Linked DNA regions of Rattus norvegicus: region 2 is linked to region 1. Evidence: chromatin contacts called from public Hi-C data. All regions are on one chromosome and are shown on one strand. The core of a region is the stretch at or near the end of the contact, and the rest is flanking DNA. Distances in the headings are between cores, read along the strand shown.

What was found. A called contact is a pair of places that touch in the nucleus more often than the background predicts.
Region 2: a Hi-C map of the A7r5 cell line shows a contact between it and region 1, with 3 times the contacts expected there. The contact joins two enhancer-like sites. A contact is called at or near these places in 3 of 12 Hi-C or Micro-C datasets (the A7r5 cell line, Schwann cells and frontal cortex).

The regions. Positions count from the first base shown.
Region 1 is chr4:72,819,780-72,824,050 of GRCr8, reverse strand. No RefSeq gene overlaps it. Among named protein-coding and RNA genes, the nearest start is that of Or6b1, 22 kb to the right of the region's middle. Within about 2 kb of position 2,545, at least 1 of the 93 cell types and tissues checked has an H3K27ac peak or open chromatin away from gene starts, as enhancers often do. A contact at or near this core is called in the A7r5 cell line, where this site is marked.
Region 2 is chr4:73,111,830-73,116,100 of GRCr8, reverse strand. Arhgef5 (Rho guanine nucleotide exchange factor 5) reads right to left here. Exons shown (of 15, transcript NM_001427415.1): 15 at 3,790-4,271. Among named protein-coding and RNA genes, the nearest start is that of Nobox, 20 kb to the left of the region's middle. Within about 2 kb of position 2,515, at least 8 of the 93 cell types and tissues checked have an H3K27ac peak or open chromatin away from gene starts, as enhancers often do. A contact at or near this core is called in the A7r5 cell line, where this site is marked.

The DNA of each region.
Region 1 (4,271 bases), core at 1,296-3,795:
TACCACTCAGCTCCCCTATAGGAAATGTATGATTAGGTTCCTACAGATCCCTGCTCAGAACATTTCATCAACTTAAAAGTGTTTGCACCATATAGGTTCCTTTGCTGATGTCCTTATCATAGAAGCCTGTTTCACCAACTTGAAAACCTACTTCTCTACACAAACCTTTTAATGACATTATGCGTGGCGAGTGTTTTTCCAGTCCTTCCACAAACTTGCTAATCTTGTAATGAGCCTTTATTGCAAGTTGAATGTTTTTCAGGCCCTGGTCCTCTGTGGAATCTGTGCACCAGCCTGTGCTAGCTCGAAGGGTGTCTCATTTTCTTGTTCCAGGGAAACGTGATGACAGGATTGATTCATTTTCAGCCTCATAGGGGGAAGGAAGAACACAAATTCAACACCAGTCTGAACTATATAGTGAGGCCAACACAAAACAAACAAACAGCTGCCTATAGAATCAGCCTAGGCGTACACATTACCAAAGTGACATCCAATGCAGAGGTCTGTGGAGGAACATCTATTGTGTACTCTAGGATGGGACACATCACCCTGGTTTTATATGCAGCTAAGCAGTTGTCCAACAAAAGGCACAAATGGTGTAGAGTACAATTCAATTCAAAGACTATCAGTCCACAACCAGTTGTCCAAAAAAAGGGGGGGGAGCACAAATGGTGTAGAATACCATTCAATTCAAAGACTACCAGAAAATCTGCAATGAAAGGACTAATAGCAGGCATTGAATCTACATGCGTGACTACAATGACTACTAACTTAACATTGAGCACATGTTAAACAAACATCCAGGAAATAGAGAAATAGACATAAATAACAAGATTTGAGGCACAAAGAAGAGAGTCTTTTTTTTTTCACATCTGGAAACCAAAGTATTCCACTTAGCTCTGAAAATTTGAGTTAAAGATCCGAGGAGTACATTTACTTAATAAGACTCAACATCAGCAATGATAAGAAGAGAGAAGAGAGAGGGGGCAGGACAATGAGCATACAGACAAATGTTATTATTGCTAATAACTGGCAATCATCTACCAGTAGCCAATAACTCAATGCAATGAAAGAGAACATGAAAAATGAACCAAAAACAAGTGTATACCAGGAATATCGCTTGGTGAGAGAGTGTTTGCCCATTATTCACATGGTCCTGATGTCCAGCATCACAGAAACAAAAAGAAATTATTATTAGAAGAAAATGAATTATTGACAGGAAAGAGGAAAACGGAGATCCAAACATGAACATGACTACTAGATAAAAATCTCACTTCTCCAAATTATTAAAAGGAACACAAATATAAAATGACAACAACATAGTTTTGATATTTTTTTTGTACCCATAAATGAAATAGTTTAAGAACTCCATTTCTCTCCTGTGATCTTTAGGTTTTCAGTACACAAGTCTCCCTCATACTTAATTATGTGTGTTCCTAAGTATAACGAGTTTTCTGTGCAGCTTTGTATCACCTTTGAACAGAAACACCTTCTCTACTCCTCTCCAGTGTATATTCCCTTTTCTTTTTACTGCTCCCATAGCCATCAATGCATGTTACGAAGGAGTGAGTTTCACGCCTATACTTCCCCACATGCATCTATTGCTTGTTGAGCCTTCTTTCCTACTCTTTTCTTCTCTGTTCTTCCTAGCAACTTCCTTCTATTTCCCCAGTAGTCCCCCTTCTACTTCCTTTTGGGTTTGCTTGTTTTTGTATATTAGAGAAAACATGTGAATATCAGTCTTATTGTGTCTGAAGAATCACACATCATGATCTATAGTTCCTATGATTTAACTGCAAATGATAGAATTTCATTTTTCTTTGTGGTTGAATAATAGTTGAGTGTGTGTGTGTGTGTGTGTGTGTGTGTGTGTGTGTGTGTGTGTGTGTGTGTGACTATGACATTGTTTTCTTTCTCTCCTGACCTTTTGATGGGGACTTAAGCTGCCTCCAGGTCTTGGGTATTTCAAGTAGTACTGTGATAAATGTGTGTACATGTGTCTTCCTTATATGAAGTTATGTAAGCAGGTGTATGCGAAAGAGGGCTATAGCTGAGTCTCAGGATTGTTATAATTTCAGTCTTTTGCTGAATTTCCAAAAATGACCTCCATAAACTATTTAACATCCCCAAGAACAGTGTATAAGAATTCCTGCTACCTCTTGTGTTCCTAATAACTTTTGTTATTTTGTTGTTGTCTGCATAGCAGCCATCTGCCATGGGAAAAACGAATGCTTAAAGTAATTTTCATTTACATTTTGCACAAATATTTTTTCAAAAAGCTATAAGATCAGCCTAAGGCCAGATAAGAGGAACTCAAACATCAGGACTTTTCAGTCATGATAATAAATGTCAGCAAGCTACTTGTTAAAGAATTTACAGATTTTCTTATTTTTAAAAAGCCTAGCTTTACTCTCTGTATAGGACAGATGTAAACCAAGGAGATTAGTCAGGATTAAAAAGAGAAGTCTGGACAGTCGAGAGTCTGGCAAGCAGCAGCCAAATATGGGCCATAAACTTCCTATCAGACAAGGTCTAATCCAGACCCAAAGCACAGTTGGCATATAAGGATATGAGTAGGAACAGAACAATGCAGTGACAGTGACAGACAGTCCACAGCTAAAATACACCATAAACAGGAAACAAAGCAGGAGCAGTTTCCATAAGGAGGAACCACACATGGGTAAAATGGCACCTAAGTGGTTGGAGACAGTCATTGAATTTTCTCACCCATATGAGATCATGGAGAAAGTGAATACGTGGAAGATCAGATGGTGGGTCAGACACTGGCATCTGGTGAATGTTCCAGAGAATCTGAATCCAAAGGACAACAAACCTTCTTGGCAAATGCCACGAGAGCTTTCAAGCAAAGCCAAGAAAAGGGCAGAAATTAAACCGTTCATATCACTGGTTGCAAAAATAGAAAATAAAACAGGTATATTTTTTTCTCAGAAAAGTTTAAAAAACAAGTGTCAATGATTTAAAGAACTAAAATTTTGAAGTATTTTAAAATTTCAAACTTAACAAACTATATAAATATGTGGGGAAATGTCTAAATGCTACTTAGAGAGGTCTAGCGCAAGCCTGCCATGGTCTTGAATAGGACTATGAACATTTTAAACATACCAACTTTCCTGTGAGCTGTTCAATAAACAGCATGCAACCCCACTGTAGGCAGCAGCAAGATTCACTCATTTTTAACTTGCACAGGATGTTGCTAAAAGCTTACTAGAAAGTACAAAGCATGAACAATGTAAAAACTCTACTGTCTGGCTTTCTTATCACTTCAGATGCCATAGAACAATTGTGATTTAAAGACTTAAACACCAAGTTACTGTTGTGTGGCTGGAGAGATACATGATAAACTAATCAAAAGACTTTAGATAACTAAATGAATATCTACTGGCATTTGTATGGTGCAGTTAGAGGCTCAAATTAGTGAGTCAGTGAGACCACAATGGGTTACAGATAAATGTAACAAAGTTGCTAGCCATGCTGAGAGTAATTAGACTTAGGCCTCTCACTTTACATTGTTACCTATCTCTGAGTCTAGGTCAGTTCTGGAGGCATGCAGAAGCAAGGGGAGGGGTGTTACCTACTTTCTTTCATGGGAAGATCATGCCAGTCCATAAATATTTAAAATCAATGAGTTGTAAAGATCTCTTTAATGTGTCCAGGCTTCTGGTGCTGGAGTTCCTTGTTATGAAAGGATGGTATTTGAGAAACGTCCATCTAGGATGTAGACTAACCAAGAGAAAGTAAATGTGACTCAATAATACCGAAGGAAAGTAAAACCTGACCCTTCTTTGTATGTTGACCTCATATTCATTTGCACTCTTAAGATCATGTAGAATGGCTGAGCATAGGGACATATGCTATTAATCTCAGCAATGGGGAGGCAGAGCTAAAAGCCAGAGAATCTCTGTGAGTTAAGGTTTATTTTGGGCTATGCAGTGAGTTTCAGGCCAAGCAGGGCTACATAGCAAGGTCACATCATTAAGAAAATCACAAATACTGTTAAGTAATAGGAGCTACTTAGTAATGGTCATTTTCACCTCCACACTGCACTGTAATGACCCAGTTCACCTGTGTCAGTGCCTTGTCATCTACAGATATTTTATAAGTCATCTAATACAGTTTTCTGAAACACACTGTGTTCAGATCTCTTCAAGTGATTTGAACTATTATACATTTTAAATGCATGTATATGCGCCCAGTGGAAATATTTTTTACCAAGTGGGAAGCACCTATTGACACAGCTGATGATAATTTGT
Region 2 (4,271 bases), core at 1,266-3,765, 290 kb before region 1:
GCAATATATATGTGCTAGGTGAAACTGTGAAACTCAAACGGAAGGACTCGGCCCAAGTTGTAAGAATAGGTTTCAGGCAGGCTTCCCATGTCGTGACATGTGCACACGGATAAGCGAGAGCTATCGAGAGTTTAGGAGGGAGTGAAAACTGAATCTAAACCACAACAGAGGTGGAATTGAGTCCTTCAGTAAGGCCCAGATCTGCGTCCCTCAAAAATGTAAATATTTAGTACTGCTCACTCTTAAATAAAAGACAAGATAAAAAAAGAAAAAAAAATAAAAGACAAGATTATTGGGATAGAGAAGAGGGAACTGTAAAGGGAACAGGAAGACTGCACCCTCCCAAACCAGGAAGAGAATGAAAACTCAAAAAAACACAGGCAGAGAAGAAAGTGAGCACATGTGTAAGGGGAGAAGCAGAAAGACTTACAGGAGTCCTTGTGGAAGTCATGCGTGACATCTGTTTGGGTCCATTAGTGGCAAGACTTAATAATAGGTTGCGGGGGGGGGGGTGGATTTTAAGTTTGACATCAATCTAGACTACAATTCTGGAAAAATGACAGGTGATAGGACTGGGAGTCAACAGAGCAGTGAAGTCATTCTAGTGTCCAGGAATTAATTACTACAAAATTATGTTTGTTTTGGTGTTAGATACATGAGCCCAAGTATAACAGATTGAAAAATAAGTCTTTCTGAAATTAGAGAAATGGCTCAATTGGAAAACTGCTTACTGCAAAAGCACGAGTACCTGAGTTTGATCCCTAGCACCAAATAAAAATCTGGGCACACTGGTGCACCTGTACCATCTGGGCACACTGGTGCATACATGTAACGCCCACAGTGGGAGGGCAGAGACACAAGAATCTCCAGGGCTCCCTGACAAGCTATGCTAGCCTAATTAGCAAGTCCTATCCTCAGTGATAGACCCTGTCTCCAGAAATAAAGTGGAGAACTAAGAAAGCACACACAGGTGCATACAAGAGCAACAGCACAACTGCCAAATATTTAAAACACTTTCAATTTGCTTTTTAATTCCCAAATGGCCAACCCTGTTTCCCTTTTGTTAGTTAATTCTAACATTACTTTATTCCAGAGAGGAAATCTAGTCTTGTGCATCAAATCCACCTTGTCCAAATATTCTCTATGTTCCTCCTCTAAATTTAAAACATACATGCATATACATTGGCACATGCTTGCACACAAGTTCTCTCTAGTATCTGAAGGCCCACTGTGTAAGGATAATAAATTACCTGGAGACCACACCTTGACCCTTGTTTCCAATCTGTTGCCCAACCCAGCTCAGCACCATCACATGCACCTGCTTATTAACCACCCATACATGTGAGTGCCGGCTCTTCCTGCTCTCTCAGAAACAACCTGGCTGCTCATTCTGTCTGTCCAACCTTTCTACCTCACGGCAAATCACCTTCAGCCTATTATGAAAACAGCAAACTCCAAAGACGACTTGCTGAAATCTCAGTGAACATGGAGTTGTTTGCACCTGTAGCTCCTAATTAATTGGCTGTGTGACAGCAAGTCCCTTCCCATCTCCAGCTCTACTAAGTCTGTCTAAGAGCAGGACTGAGACTCTTAAGACACAAAGGTCTTCAGGTGTTTGCAGTACCAAGAGTGAATAATCTCACTCCCATCACCATGTGATCTTAAGAAAACACCCAAGAATGGGCTGGATGGGCCCTATCTTATTTTCCTTTTATCCCAGGACTTACTCCTTTGGTGGCCTACGGTTTCTCTGTGACTCTGATCTACCATAGCTGATGGTCTGTTGATCTTGGCTACCTTCCCTGAACAGTCTAAACTTTCACGTTGGTCTTCAGGAGCCCCTTGGTCTGCAAGCAGATTTAGAATTTCCATATTAGTGCACACACAGACTGGCTTCTACCCCGCAGTTTCCGTTTGCATTGTTCAGGAAGAGTTGCCTCTCTGAAAGACTCAGGTAAAGTGCCAGGAAAATATTTATCTGCTCATTCGTGCTTCATTTGTGGCCAGACTTGGCCCTGCCCTATTGCAAGGTCTGCCCTCAGGTGCCATGACTCATTCACCAAGCAGCAGGGATCAGCAGTCACCTCCACCCTTACCAGCTGGGAAAAACAGCTTAGAGCTCCTTTCTTCCCCAAATTCTTCCTCCAGTACCCACCCAGAGTCAACACTCTGATCACTGGCGGCCATTTCTTTTTGTAACGTTCTGTGGCAATTAGACTGAGCACTCTTACAAGGAAGGAGTAAGGGAAATTTCCACTCGTAACTGTCACTTTAAAAATGGGCAGGTTGCAAAGATGGGTCAAAGGTTATAGAGCATAGAGAATGTTCTATATCAGAGGGAGTTTATTTGATTCCTGGTTCAGTGTGGCCCATCTCTCTAGATCAGTTGCTTGTAACCTTTGGCCTTTCCACACACCTAGTTTCAGAGTGAGAAGATTACACTTAGCTGCTGACTCCCGTCCCTATGGTCATGCAGCGCCTGAGTCATGCTTACAGCTAATGTGGCTTTAGGGGCATTGGTCTGCGGTAGTGATAAAACCAAGTCATCACCATTTAACATATTTACACAGAGGTCTCAAAGCCAAGCCCAAACATGCACACACGCTGTGCTGTGGGGAGGTGGATTACCTAGTAGCTGTCTGTAGAGGGCTACTAGACCAAAACACCGGGCCTTTATAATTTGATCCAGAAAACAATTCGTAATGAGGGAAATAGCACTAAATACGTAATTACATAATTAAATACGTAATATATGAAATACCATTGAAAAAGCACACAGACTATGTGGGTACCTCAAGAGAATCCAAGCTACAATCAAGTTTACTTCTAGGAGATAAAACGTAAGTCATAGGAAGAAAGTCTATTTAGACTAATCTATTTAGACTTTTGAGTAATATTTATCCCAAAGGTTAATGTTAAAAAGGGACCATGGAGTGGAGGTGAGTAGTGGAATGTTGGCCTCCCAATCAATGCTCTGAATTTGAGCCCCAGACCTGAAAGAAAAGGTGGAGGGGGGGGGGGAATCCCCACAGGCTGATGGTATCAGAACTCATCCTAAGGCACTATAAAAATCCTAAACTCGTAGTTAACCTTAACTGAAGGTGGGTGGCGAATATAAACTCTGAATAAGCAACTCACAGGAATTTATAAAAATGACCCAGTTTGGTGTGAACAGCTACATATCGGAACCAATTCAGTACAGATGTACTTGATTACAAGCGCCACGTCCATCTCTGTTCAGATCTGTAAGCAGGCCTGTTGATGATGATATCCCTCGTGCATGACTTAGAAATGCAACCAAAAGCTGAATGCCCTCCACGTTTCAATGCGGTGTTTCTCACCCTGTTATAAGCAGCTGCTGGGTCTTGGAGCCAATGACATCAGCCTGACAAATTCATGAGTATCTGGAGGACGGGACAATCACTGGGTCTGCATATACACCATTTCCCCAAACTCAAATCTATAGAAAATTTAGTTAACTCAACTGAAGAGAGATTACCCATGTCTAGTTTCTCCCCCCTTTTTAAAAACAAATATCTAAGTTTCTCTCTTTTAAATTAAGGACCATCTGATATGCAGAAGCCAAATGTCTTTTGGTTTTCCAGATTAGATAAAAATAATCCAATGCATACACACACACACACACACACACACACACACACACACACACACACATATATAATCTGAAACAACCAGACAATACAACAGCTGCTGGCACATCAATAATAAAGAATTGGGTTATTTTTACCTCTAAAGAAATACTAAAGAACTTGCCTGGAAATTGCAAGGTTGTATGTAACTCTCTACTTTAATGTTATTTACACAAATAGTTTGGAATGTATTTACCACAGGGACTAATATGAATTTCATTAAATTACATATTAATATACATATACAAAATATGTCACAATATTAAAGTCAGTTGTGAACATATCAACTGGGCTTCCCTAAAACTATCCCTAGTGTAGATTTAGTCCTCATTCTGCCTCAAATAAAATATTTGTATATTTTAAAAAAGGCAAGCAAGCTTACTTGAATTTTAGAATGGGTTAAAAAAGCAGTGTGTTGTCAAGAGTTAGTATTAACATACACTTTTAACAAACTGTTAATAATTTGTTAATGAACACATTTTATTTACATTATGTTATTAACACATTTTGCTTCATTCTTACCCTTGTGCAAAGCCGCAATGCAGCTCTGCCCTGGAGTCCTCTTAATCATAAACTATAATAGAATGACCAAGGAAGGACTATAGGGATCCTGCTTAAAAG